2 separate regions of the Mus musculus genome follow, and region 1 is linked to region 2. The links are chromatin contacts, called in public HiChIP or PLAC-seq maps. All regions are on one chromosome and are shown on one strand. The core of a region is the stretch at or near the end of the contact, and the rest is flanking DNA. Distances in the headings are between cores, read along the strand shown.

What was found. HiChIP or PLAC-seq counts read pairs in DNA pulled down with a chosen protein or histone mark.
Region 1: an H3K4me3 HiChIP or PLAC-seq map of the 230-238 cell line shows a contact between it and region 2, with 22 read pairs. The contact joins the enhancer-like site here to the promoter of Lats1 in region 2. A contact is called at or near these places in 1 of 39 promoter capture datasets (cranial neural crest), 1 of 484 Hi-C or Micro-C datasets (B cells), 1 of 115 datasets of contacts at active chromatin or transcription factors (the 230-238 cell line) and 2 of 9 other capture datasets (liver and pancreatic islet).

Annotation. Positions count from the first base shown.
Region 1 is chr10:7,838,185-7,841,358 of GRCm38.p6, reverse strand. Zc3h12d (zinc finger CCCH type containing 12D) reads right to left here. Exons shown (of 6, transcript NM_172785.3): 2 at 1,211-1,594. The coding sequence starts at 1,524. Among named protein-coding and RNA genes, the nearest start is that of Mir5104, 3.4 kb to the right of the region's middle. Within about 2 kb of position 1,593, at least 66 of the 459 cell types and tissues checked have an H3K27ac peak or open chromatin away from gene starts, as enhancers often do. A contact at or near this core is called in the 230-238 cell line, B cells, liver and 1 more, where this site is marked.
Region 2 is chr10:7,679,905-7,683,259 of GRCm38.p6, reverse strand. Lats1 (large tumor suppressor) reads right to left here and starts at 2,051. Exons shown (of 8, transcript NM_010690.1): 1 at 1,810-2,051. It also overlaps a transcript of Pcmt1 not described here.

The DNA of each region.
Region 1 (3,174 bases), core at 344-2,843, 160 kb before region 2:
GCTACCAAGATACAGAACAGGGTTTGAAAGTCTGATCTAGGAGAAAGAAAGGAGAGAGAGAGAGAGAGGGAGAGGGAGAGAGAGAGAGAGAGAGAGAGAGAGAGAGAGAGAGAGAGAGAGAGAGAAGGAACCCAACAAAGTAAAATGAGAGCTAGCATTTGCTCTAGCTGTACTGCCTCTGGTATGTATACCCAGAAGAACCTAAACCAAGCACAGCATCAGCTTTCACACCCATCTCTGCCAAAACCCTCCTCACGGTATGTGGGTCATAGAGTCAGTCCAGATACCCATGCCTTTGCTCATAGAGAACAGTAGCCTGACTTTGGGTAGCTGTTCCTCACTACGACCCCCTCCCCCCTGCAACTACTGGAAAGTTACCTTCCAGATGGTCCCTGCAGGCTAACACCTGCTGTCATTTGATGGCTCACAATACCACGTCTTAGTGTGCTTTTGTTTCTGGAGCAGCTTTTGTTTCTGAAGCCTGAGAGGAGTTTTTGGGTTAAAATCCAGGTATCTGCAGAACTGATGGGAATCTACTTTTTAGTTTTTCCTGCAGGCCTGGATCTGGGGCCCATCTACTTTCAAAGCCATGAATGGCTTACAATGATACGTATTATGCCATATATGTGCACAATTACTATTGCTTCTCTGCAGAGATGTATGGATTTTAATAAATAATTAAAGGGTCTTTTTAGTCTGGAGACTAAAAGAAATGTAATGTGTATACACAATGGCATATACATTTTAAAAAATGATGATTATGTCGTTTGCAGGAAAACAATAATACTTAAGATTCATCTTAATCAATAGAAGCCAGACTCAGAAAGTCGGAGATGGCATATATATGGAATCTCACTTTATATATTGTGTGTGTGTGTGTGTGTGTGTGTGTGTGTGTGTGTGTGTGTATATATATATATATAGCAGGGAAGGATAAGGGGACTATTTGTTGAGGAGGGAGGGGACCAGTGGGAAGAAAGGAGAAGAGACAAGAGGGGTAGTAGAAAGTGTGGGCCAAGCATGTGACATACATGTATGACTATGCCATTAGGAAACCTATTGATTTGTAGAATAGTTTTTAAAAATTCATCCATCAGTCCTAAAACTCTTTGAACCAAACCACAGAGAGGAAATGTTTCCCAGGACTCCTGATAACAAGGTCTCTGGCCCCAGCGCTCAGTAATAAGATGAAGGAAACCAAAGATGCTACCTCATAGCCACATTGCTGCCATCGATCACTATGGGCCGCAGGAAGCGGGCTGGATCTCCGCCAGCCTCTTCTAGGCCTGGTCCCAGGCCCTGCTGGGCAGAGTCTTGGACCCCGCAGCATCCCCGGGGAATCAGCACTACCCCGGTGCCACTGGCTGGATCCTCCTGGGCCCTTGGGCGACTGCCGGTCTGGATCAACTCTTGAAGCACGTCATTGACCAAGGCACTGTCACCCAGTTTGCCCAGCACCCTGACCACGTCCTCCTGGCTGTAGCCCAGTTTCTGGAAAAATTCCATCTTGCTCCGATGCTCCATATTGTGCCAGCTGTTGCTTGGCCCGGCTCCTGCCCCAAGCTTCCTCCTGGCAGAACAGCACAGGCATGAGCTAAAATGAAAAAACAGTCGTCAGGTGTTTGCCGAGCAGCCTGGCAGGCAGGCTACCGGGTGAGAAGGGCACGCAGCGTGCTCCTCCCTCGTGGCGTTATCTATCAGGAAATCATGTGGCTCCAGGTCCCCTTGGGGATTTTCATTTGCTTGGTGTGGCTGGCAAGCCACCGATGCAATTATGCCTCTTTTACTTTTAGTGTATTCTCTGATGCCTTTGTTCCTGTGTGCCTGTACAGGGAAAGTTAACCAGGGCCCAGGGTGGCAAGAGCCAAGTAGGGCACCAAACCAGACAAACCTTTTTAGAGACTCTGTTAGGAGCAAGATGCCATCCACCCAGATTTCTGTACTGAAGTGGTTAGCACCAATACCTCCGGGTGTCACAGTATTTGGAGAAAAAGACCTTTCAAATCAGGTCCTTGGGGACATACCTTCACCCTAAACAGATGCTCTACAAGAAGAGACAAGGTACTTTAGACACACACACATATTAGCTTAGGAGGGTGGAGGGACTCCTGTGGTTGTGAGCAGGTTAGGGCGTGAGACCAGGGAAGGAACCAACATTGTTGACTCTTTGATCTAGAACTTGCAGCCTCCAGAACACAGTGGCTTTCTATTGTGTCAGCCCTTGCTTGCCAAAATGGCTACATCGGTCCTGGTTATAGCAATCCTGGCAGGCAGTATAGGCTGCTGGCTCACCCACAAGAGAATACTCACAGAAGGGGGCCGGCCCCTCCCAGACAGGCAAGGCTACCCGGGAACCCAACTCTGCAGTCTAGCTCAATTGACTGACTCAGATTACACTTAACCTTAAAAATAAACAATCCAGACTCATATTGGGCTCTTCCTCTGGGGACACTCAGCATGGCCTGTCATATCTCCTGTGTAGAGGTGACAATGAAGAGCCTGCACCTGACAGTTGTGTTCAAAGGGAGAAAATGGAATACTCAGGGCACTCCGGGACTCTCTGCTAGTCACAGAAACTTGACACCATTCAAAAATGTGTAAAACTATACAGATGATCCATGAAAACCTAGTCCCCATAAAGGAGCCCAACAGCGCAGAAGTAGAAAGAAGGTATAAAACAAGCTCTACACCTCCAGCGCCTCCTACGCACGACTCCAGCGCTTTCTCTTTGCACCCACCTGCATTTAATAGAGACACACGGATATGGTCTTGGGGTTGCCTCTGGCTTATTTTTGCATGCATGATGCCGAGCTGTGTGTATCGTTAGTCAGCAGCTTGCCTTTGTCCTTTAAAACTCAGATTGAACATCTTGTCCCGCCAGTTTCCATGATCTGGCTGTTGTATGCCCAGAATCAAACTTGATGGTGAATGAATGAATGAATGAATGAATGATGGTCTTTAGGGTTAACCATACGCCGAATGACGCAAATTTTAGTCCGACTCCTGTTTTTCCACTGCTACAGATGCTGCTTACTGAAGATTCTTGCGCATGCTCCTTTCACTGCCCCACCCCCTTCCCAATGCTATGGACTCTTCACCTTTGCAACCCAATCTTCTGTATGAATCCTTAGCAGGAGGTGTGCTTCTGGGCTAGCCTCCCACTTGGCTGTCACG
Region 2 (3,355 bases), core at 802-3,301:
CACAGCCAAGGGCTGGATGGTACGTGATTGGTGGTACGTGATTGTAATCTCAGGAGAGTAAATTAATGGTCACCCTCAGGTACAAAGGAAATCCTAGGCCAGCCTGGGCCACAAAGACCCTGTCTCAAGAACAAGTAACAAAGTGAAAACTGCTGAGTGAAATGGCAACTTAGTGAGATCTGTCTCAAAGAAAAAAGGGTGGGTAGAGGGCTTCCTTACCACCCATCTATAAGGCCCTACCCACATACAGTGCTCAGTATGAGAAGAACAAATGGAAACTATCACTTACATTTTTATATTGATACTGAATAATTGTCATTTCTACTTGATAGTATGTATCACTAAACTTTTGTGATATACAAAAGTCATGTAAATATCACATCTAAATGAAATTAATAATCACAGTAGGAACCTCTCAAGATTATATGTATATAGAACAAAGACTAGCATGAAAAACAGAAACTTAAATGATGAAAATAAAGCCAAATATCATACACACAGTTTAGGAGAAAAAAAAGACTTCTGTGAAGAGTCTCAAGTCATAATCAATAATCAGGCACAGAAAGAGAGCGCCTTTTCCAGCCTGTGCCACTATCTAGTTTATTGCAATAACAGCCTATAAGAGAAACACAGATTCCTCGCCTGCCTGCCTGTCTGCCTGCCTGCCTGCCTTGGAGAATCACCTCAACCATATTACCTACCTGACTACTCACTAGGTAAGAGAAAACTTTAGTTAAGGTAATAAAAACTAAAGATATCTTAGAAGAGAGTCATACCTCATGGAGAAAATTTGATTTTAAAGGACTAAAAACCTTAACATTAGCGGGGCATGGTGGCTCACAGCCCAACCCCAGAGGCGGGCAGATCTTTTTGAGTTCCAGGTCAGCATGGTCTACATATTGAGTCCCAGGCTAAGGAATACATTGTGAGACCCTGTCTTAAGAAAAGTATAATAACCTTCAATAAATAATCCATAAACTTCTGACAACCTTCATGCCAGGCATTTGGGCTAATTTCCAAACCTTGAGTGATACCATATTGTGTGAGACTGTACTTACTGCTCATCTGACTTGTAACTTCTAGTGAATACACATATTTTAAAAAGTCATATTTACAAATGGAGACAAATATTTTAACCTCGTTCCCTTAGAAAAGTGATTTTCCAACTGCATTAGTGGGAGAATTGGGATAAGTCATCGGAGAGTTATTCTTTCCTTCGCTTCGACTTTTTTCCCCAGGTACAATAAACAATCTTCCCTTACTGTCTTTCCTTCGTTTTCCAGTACTTAAAAAGCACCCGAACAAGTGACACGTCTCTCCCACCCCCTGCCACTAAGCGGTGAGCTAACAAATTGCAGCGAGCTGGAGAGGTTCCCAGGACTGCTTCAAAGGTGGACCCCGACGGGAGGCCCGCTGCGAGGCCAAAGAAGTGAGGCCGGTTTGGTGCAACCTTGCGTGAAAAAAACCACCTTTCGCTCCTCTCCCCTCTAAAGCGGGGAGGGGTGGCTGTCGTCCCGAGCCCCCGCCCGCTCTTCCCAGGCCAGCTCGCACCTCGGAGGCCTCAGTGCCCCCGGGCTCTCCCTGCGGCGCCGGGTGCGGCCAACCTCCGCTTCCCCAGGGCAGGGCTCGGCTCCGGTCAGCGCAATCAGCCCCAGTCAGGCCCAGACCCGGCCGGCTCAGCCCGCCTGGCCACCGCGGCCCCTGGACCCCCGCCAGCGGGGATGGGCGTGGGCCCGGCCGGCCACCGCCCCGCCGACAGGGACTCCCGAGGAGCGCGAGCCCCACCCGCGGCGCCGGCTCCGGACCTACCTGCAGGGGACGGTGAGGCTTCTGGACAGCCGCTGCGGGCCCGAGGGCCGGCGCCGCGGCGGCCCGGAGCCCGTCCCCCAGGGCCCCTAGCGTCGCTCCGGGTTCGGGATGGGGCAGGGCGGGGACACACGCCGGGGGGCTGCGGCCGGCCAGCGCGGCCCGACGCGGGGTCGCGAGGACCTGGCTCTCCCCTCAGCACCAGGCCATCGCTGCCGCCGCCATTTTGCCTTCCACTCCGTGTCGCCGCCGCCGCCGTCCGCCGCGGGTTTCCCGGATGTGGGCATTTCCCGGCGTCGCTTGCGCGGGGGCCGAGGACTGGGGGCTTCAGGCCGCCCCGCTGGGCCCCGGAGCTAGCGCTCCGTTTGTGGCCTCCCGACCGAGACTCGCTCGCCCGCTTCCCCGAGCCGGGGTGAGTGTGGCCCAGAGAGTGGAGTCTGTACCACCACGTTCTGGCTCCGCACGGAGACGCGGGCGCGTCGCGGCGAGCGTGGGTCGCACCAGGAAAGGGCGGTGAACGGCGCTCCGAGACCGCGGACGTCACGAGGCAAGATGTCTAGAGCTTGAATAAAACTCGAGTCTTCCAGAGCTGGGAGCGAATGTGGTTTTGGAACTAGCCAGATGGAGTGTTCTTGAAACTGGACCTGTGGATTTGCAGAGTTCGGTCCAGCGGATCTGCAGGAGAGGTCATTGTAGCCATAACGAGTAACGGGGCCGCTGTCAGAAGTTCTGTTTCTCTTGAAATTGAATCTGCTGTTCGGGATGCATCACTGACTTTGGTCTTTTAATGCATTGTTCTCTTTTGCGGGGGATTAGGTCCACGTAGAGGATCTCTAGGCCGCAGCGTGTGTGCCAAAACTCCCATTCTCCTACCCCACTCCACCTTTCCTAGTGCTGAGAATCTAAATGGTGCCAACCAACACTGGGCTGTCTATCACCTGTAAATATGAACACAGTCCCCAGTTTTGCTGGTAGGTAATACATGCAATTATTTTTTTTTTCAGATACTCTATTTTGTGTTAGACCAAAAAAGTAAAAACGTTGACATCCCAGTGTAACCAGGAATTGAACCATGCTATGCCAGTGCTCTACCACTGAGCTATATCCTCAGAACATTTTATAGTTTTCATTGAGACTGGGCCTCACTGTTATCCGGACTGGCTTTGAACTTGTGATCCTTCAGCCTCAGTCTTAAAGGTAGCTGAGATAACAAGCCTGCTCCATGAAGCCCAGTTCTGCTTTTTTCTGAGGTACTGTATCCAAAAGTTCAACTATGAAAACCTCAGATGGTCAAATTTAGATGACAAGGGAATATTTTAATGTAGTCGCTGCCACTGCTTTAGCTCTGTCGTCATAGTAAAAATCCCTAATGTGGCTTCAGCCCCACTATGCTGTTGGGATCGTCCTACAAATCAAGGTCCCTACCTTGTGCTTTGGTAGGTAGGTACAATTTTAAGACGTGTAATTCAATGGACTATGTCTGCTAATTTGAACCATTAAAAATATTTTAAGCACAGAGAGCTGGAGCTGCTTCTTGAGAGGGCTAAGT